Linked DNA regions of Cricetulus griseus: region 1 is linked to region 2. The links are chromatin contacts, called in public Hi-C maps. All regions are on one chromosome and are shown on one strand. The core of a region is the stretch at or near the end of the contact, and the rest is flanking DNA. Distances in the headings are between cores, read along the strand shown. Region 1 has its middle 27 kb from the start of Sord. Region 2 has its middle 29 kb from the start of Slc28a2.

The links. A called contact is a pair of places that touch in the nucleus more often than the background predicts.
Region 1: a contact with region 2 is called in a Hi-C map of fibroblasts, with 5 times the contacts expected there. The contact joins two enhancer-like sites. A contact is called at or near these places in 2 of 8 Hi-C or Micro-C datasets (the CHO-K1 cell line and fibroblasts).

Annotation. Positions count from the first base shown.
Region 1 is chr6:56,219,119-56,221,986 of CriGri-PICRH-1.0, reverse strand. No RefSeq gene overlaps it. Among named protein-coding and RNA genes, the nearest start is that of Sord, 27 kb to the right of the region's middle. Within about 2 kb of position 1,581, at least 3 of the 6 cell types and tissues checked have open chromatin away from gene starts, as enhancers often do. A contact at or near this core is called in fibroblasts, where this site is marked.
Region 2 is chr6:55,975,388-55,978,255 of CriGri-PICRH-1.0, reverse strand. No RefSeq gene overlaps it. Among named protein-coding and RNA genes, the nearest start is that of Slc28a2, 29 kb to the left of the region's middle. Within about 2 kb of position 1,520, at least 1 of the 6 cell types and tissues checked has open chromatin away from gene starts, as enhancers often do. A contact at or near this core is called in fibroblasts, where this site is marked.

The sequences.
Region 1 (2,868 bases), core at 332-2,831, 240 kb before region 2:
TAGATTTAAATATACAAGCTAATGAATTTGACTTACTTGACACAACAACATTAATAATTATAGTTGATTATTTTTAAATATTCATGGGACATTTATAAGATAAATCTTTTTAAAATTTAGACTATGTATGTATATATTTGTGTATGTGTCTCTAAAAAAGGGTGTCAGATCACCTGGAGCTGGGATTACAGTCAGTTGTGACACCTGATATGGGTGCTGGGAATTAAATTTGGTTCCTCTGCAAGAGCAGTGCTGTGTCTTAGCCACTGAGCTGTCTCTTCAACCCCACCAGGACATTTACCTAAATCAGTCACATTCAGCATGATAATCAATGAATCTCAAATTACTCCTGGTCTGGAGATTAAGCTCAGTTGGGGAGGGCTAGCCTAGCATGCAGGAACCCCCAGACCTCATAAACTGGGTATGGCAGCACATACCTATTATCCCAGCATTCTAGAGGTAAAGGCAAGAAAACCAAGCAAGGTCAGGTATTCTAGGCCAATCTGGATTACATAACAAGTTTGGGGTCATCCTAGGCTACCTGAGACCTTTCAAGGTCATCAAGCCCTGGATATATGAGATTTTTCAAACCAACAATCAACAACAACAAACAAACAATCTTAGTTGGGTAGTGGTGGTGCATGCCTTTAATTCCAGCACTTGGGAGGCAGAGGTAAGCTAGCTGATCTCTGTGAGTTCAAGGCCAGCCTGATCTACTTAGTGAGTTCCAGGACAGCCTCCAAAGCTACCAAAAAGCCCTGTCTTAAAAAACCTAAAAAGAGAAAAGAAAAGAAAGATGTGGCACTTAAAATAGCAATCTATTACTGTTTTTAAAGCTTCTTTGGGTTGCCTAGATTCCGATGATTCTCAGTGTCTCTTATGTAACTTTGGTCAGAAATAGCCAAGATTGGAGTCATCTAAAGGTATGCTTGAACTTGATACAAGATGGCTCCTTTAGTCCCTCTCTTGGCACTGTGGCACTCTTTGGCCCTTTTCTCCTCTAAAGATATGTGACCTCCAGAGTCTTTCCACCTGTGTTGAATCTCTCAAGCATTGTAGTTTGAGGGTAGTCATGTTCCTTACATGGTGGCCATCTTCCCAGTAGGATGAGAAAACTACCAGGCTAGCTGTTTTTTTTTCTTGGTCAGTGACAGGGCCCGTTCCCTCTTGTTCTGTAAAGTTCTGGAACACATTGCAGAGGGGCATATGACTGGAGAAATGAGGGGAAATATAATTGGCTCGTTGCATCAGAAACCGGCACATTTCAAAGAATCTAAATTGTTCAAATTATGTTCCGACTTCAGGGCAATTAAGCCAGAAACCAAAAAAAAAAAAAAGGTAACTAGAAAGCCTGCTGTGCTGACTAAGGTTTTATGTCAACCTGACAAGTTTTGTCATCCCAGAGGGAGCAGCAATTGGAGCAATTGAGAAAATACGAAAATGCCTCCACAAGATGGGGCTGTAGGCAAGCCCATAGGGCATTTTCTTAATTAGTGATTGATGTGGGAGGATCCAGCCCACTGTGGATGGTGACATCCCTGGGCTTCTATGAGAAAGCGGGTTGAGTAAGCCATGGGAAACAAGTCAGCAAGCAGCATTCCTATGGCCTCTGCGTCAGCTTTTGCCTCCAGGTTCCCGCCTGATCTGAGTCCTGCCTTGGCTTCCCTCAATAGATTGTGATGCTGAATATGTAAGCAAATAAATCTTTTCCTCCCCAAGCTGCTTTTAGTCATGGTCTTTCATCACAGCAGTAGTAACCCCAACTCAGACACCTGCATATTTTAATAGTAAGAAATGTACGCTGGCCAGTGGTGGTGCACACCTTTAATCCCAGGACTTGGGAGACAGAGGCGATATATCTCAGTGAATTCAAGGCCAGCTTGGTCTACAAACCAAGTTCCAGGACAGCCAGGACTGTTACACAGAGAAATCCTGTCTGGAAAACAAATCAAAAAAGAAATGTACTTCTAGGGACTGGAGAGATGGCTCAGTGGTCAAGAGTGCTGGCTATTCTTCCAGAGAACCTGTGCTTGCCTACCAGTACCCACAAGACAGCTTATAGTTGTCTGTGATTTCTGCTCCAGGGGAATCTGACACACCCTCTTCTGGTGTCCTTGGGCTCCAGGCACACATGTGGTGCACAGACCATATATGCAGACTGTACTTGAACATTTTCAGTTCTACCAGCCAGCTCCTAAATAGCCATATTGAGACATTAATTATGAAAGCTTGGTCCATAGCTTAGGCTTGTTTCTAACTAGTTCTTATAACTTAAATTAACCCATTTCTATTAATTTACTTTCTGCCTCAAGGCTTTATTACCTTTATTTTGTACTGCTCTTGTTGTTTCCTCTGAGCCCTTGCAACTCTGCCTTTCTTCTTCCCAGCGTCCTCTGTGTCTGGCTGTCCTGCCTATACCTCCTGCCTAACTAACGGCCATTTAGCTTTTTATTGAACCAATAAGAGGGCACATTGGCCAAGACACATCTTCACAGTGTACAAAAAGATTATTCCATAATAGCAGACAAAACACCCATACTCATAAAACTAAATAAAAGGAAATATATTTTAAAGAACCTGCCAGGCATTGGTGGCGCACACCTTTAATCCCAGCACTCAGGAGGCAGAGGCAGGTGGATCTCTGTGAGTTCGAGGCCAGCCTGGTCTACAGAGCAAGTTCCAGGATAGGCTCTAAAGCAATACAGAGAAACCCTGTCTCGAAAAACCAAAAAAAAAAAAAAAGGAACTTATGTACATAACTAAATGGCAATAAACACAGAAATTATAGATTGTAGCTAAAGCCAGGCTAGGAAATATTATGATCCTAAATATATAGTGTAGATATGAATAAAAGCTGAAAATCAATTA
Region 2 (2,868 bases), core at 271-2,770:
TTTCCTTAACAGAAATGTGGTATCTTGATAAGCAGGGCCACTTCCCCCTGGGAGCCTGGGTTTGGCAGCTATTCATGATGTGAACTTTTACATACTCAGCCTCGACGACTAAGAAGTGTTCTCTGAAGATAGAGAAAGAGGCAGCCTCCAAGCGGGAATGTTGAAACTCATCAGGATCAGGCACAGGGCAGGCATGGTAGTGGTGTAGAATTGGACTTGAGTAGCCAAATTGGCCCTGAGATTTTGCTTGTTTGCTTATTCTTGAGACAGGGTCTCTCTTTGGAGCCCTGATGAGCCTGGAACTCATAGAGAGATATGCCTGCCTCTGCCTCCAAAGTGCTGGGATTAGAGGTGTGTGCCACCACACCTGGCTCTAGAGACCTTAAATCCTCAACTTTACCTCTAACTTAGGAGGCAACAGCCTCCTTCATCAGGTGGGGTGGCCGTGAGGGTGTTAAATACCCAAAGCCAAGTGAGGGGGTCCCTGCCTGTAATCCTGGTACTTGAGAGAGGGAAGAAGCAACGATCAGAGTTCAAGGCCAGCCTGGGCTACTAGCAAGATTCTAGCTCATGATAAATAAATATATACTTTTAAATCTGTATAGCACCTCATAGAAGATGCCAAAGAAAAAGTAATTGATAGACTAACTTTTGTAAAATTCATTTAAGAGATAGAAGAATAATCTCAAGGTTAATTTTTTCCCCCAAGGCAACCATCTCTTTGCATTGATAGCTGTCTTTCTTTTAGCCATCCAGTCTGAAACCCTGTCAATAGATTTTCTTGGTTTTGTTTTAAGATTTTATTTATTATGTATACAGCATTCTGCTTCCATGTATATCTGCACACCAGTAGAGGGCACCAGATTTCATAACGGATGGTTGTGAGCCACCATGTGGTTGCTGGGAATTGAACTCAGGACCTCTGGAAGAACAGTTGGCACTCTTAACCTCTGAGCCCTCTCTCCAGCCCCCTTGGTTTTGTTTTATACAGTCGTATTTATCAGCAGTTGCTAGGACCCATCCCTTTTCTCTCCTTCTGCCAATACTTTAGCCTTATATTTCAGAATCTCCTGCCTGGACAACTGTCACTATCTTCTAGCTACTCTCAAATCTCACATTATACTAATGTCACTCCTTTACCTTTATGACCAAAGCCTCCACGGTCCCCTATGAACCATGGAGAAAAATCCCTCAGCATACATCAAATCTCTCTGCAATCTGGCCCTATAGATGCCAGATTCAGCAAATTAAGAATGCCGGATGCTCAGTTAACTTTGAATTTTAGTTAAGCCAAAAAATGTAGTGTAAGTAGTTTGCATGCAGTGTTTGGAACACATTTCAACTGATAAATTATTCACCATTTTATGTGAAATTCAAATTTAAATTTGAGTGTCTTGTTTCTCTTCTGGCAAATCCACGTGACCCTTACCTCCCCCTCGGGTGCTGTGACTCAACACCCTCCTGGCTCTCAGAGGCACAGAATCTGTTCTAGGCTTCCTGTTGCTCTCTGCTCTTGCCCTGAGGGTGCCTGAGGAGGCAAAGCAGGCCTTGGAATCAGTCCCTGGGGCTGCACCGCCTCTACTGGCCTCCTCAGACACCAGGCATTCATGTGGTGCTTGGAAGTACATAAGGCACCCCCCTCATACGCACACATTAAAAAAAAAAAATGTTTTGCAGCTGAAGAAATAAATGGGGAAGAGGTAGGACTCTTTACAGCTAAAACCAACCAATAAATGTAGCAGGAACGGTGGAAACAGAGAGCCAGAGATTGCTGCTTTTCATAGCAGTGATTTACTCCAGTAAGACGGTCAGTGAAGGGTTTCCTTCTACCTGGAGGGTTGATCATGTCTTTAGAGCACATTCCCTCTGGCCACCAATCAATTACAAAGATAGTGACGACATTATGGTTGATACTACCATATGGTTATGGCCCATATCCTCACTGGTGGGATAGATCAATACTATGTGTCTGTCACAGTGTTGACACCGAAGCATCGCTGAGGTTTCCCTATCCTTAAAGAACAGCCCAAGTCTGGTGGGGAAGCTGTGGTGGGTTCTCTCTGCACACACTATCAAATCTGCACATGGACGGCAGTAAGGCTCTACCAGCCCTCTGAGCCTCACCCCCAACCTTGGCAAGGTGAGTGGGGTGCTTTGTTGTTTTCCCATGGGTCTGAGGCTAGGGTCCTTGACATGCTAGCTCATGTCAACAACACAGCCAGTCAGGCCTGCACATACTCAGAGATTCTTCCTTTGCTCCCCATGGGGCAGAAGTGTGAAAGCATGGCAGCATGAGAGAATGAGGTGTTCAATGGCACCAAGCAAGTGTGTGTGTGTGTGTGTGTGTGTGTGTGTGTGTGTGTGTGTGTGTGTCTGTGTGTGTGTGTCTGTGTCTGTGTATTGTGATGATTTATACCCCTGTCCTTCTGGATAATTTTAGGGCATATCATGAAAGGTTGGTGTTTAGGTTTTACACACACACACACACACACACACACACACACACACACACACACACACACACACACGTTTGTAGAGACAGGGTTTCTCTGTGTAGCCCTGGCTGGCCTAGAACTCACTCTGTAGATTAGGCTGGCCTCAAACTTAGAGATCCACCTGCCTCTGCTTCCCAAGTGCTGGGATTAAAGGCATGTGCCACTACTGGCCAGCTTCTCTGCAATTTTGAAAAGTTGCAATGTTATCAGATTTTCCCTTTGGAAAGGTCATCTTAGCTACAGGTTGGTGAACTGGAGGTGGTTAAGGTTAGAAGTTTCTGCCTAGCGTTGGTGGTGCACACCTTTAAACCCAGCACTCGGGAGGCAGAGAGAGGCAGGTGGATCTCTGTGAGTTCGAGACCAGCCTGGTCTA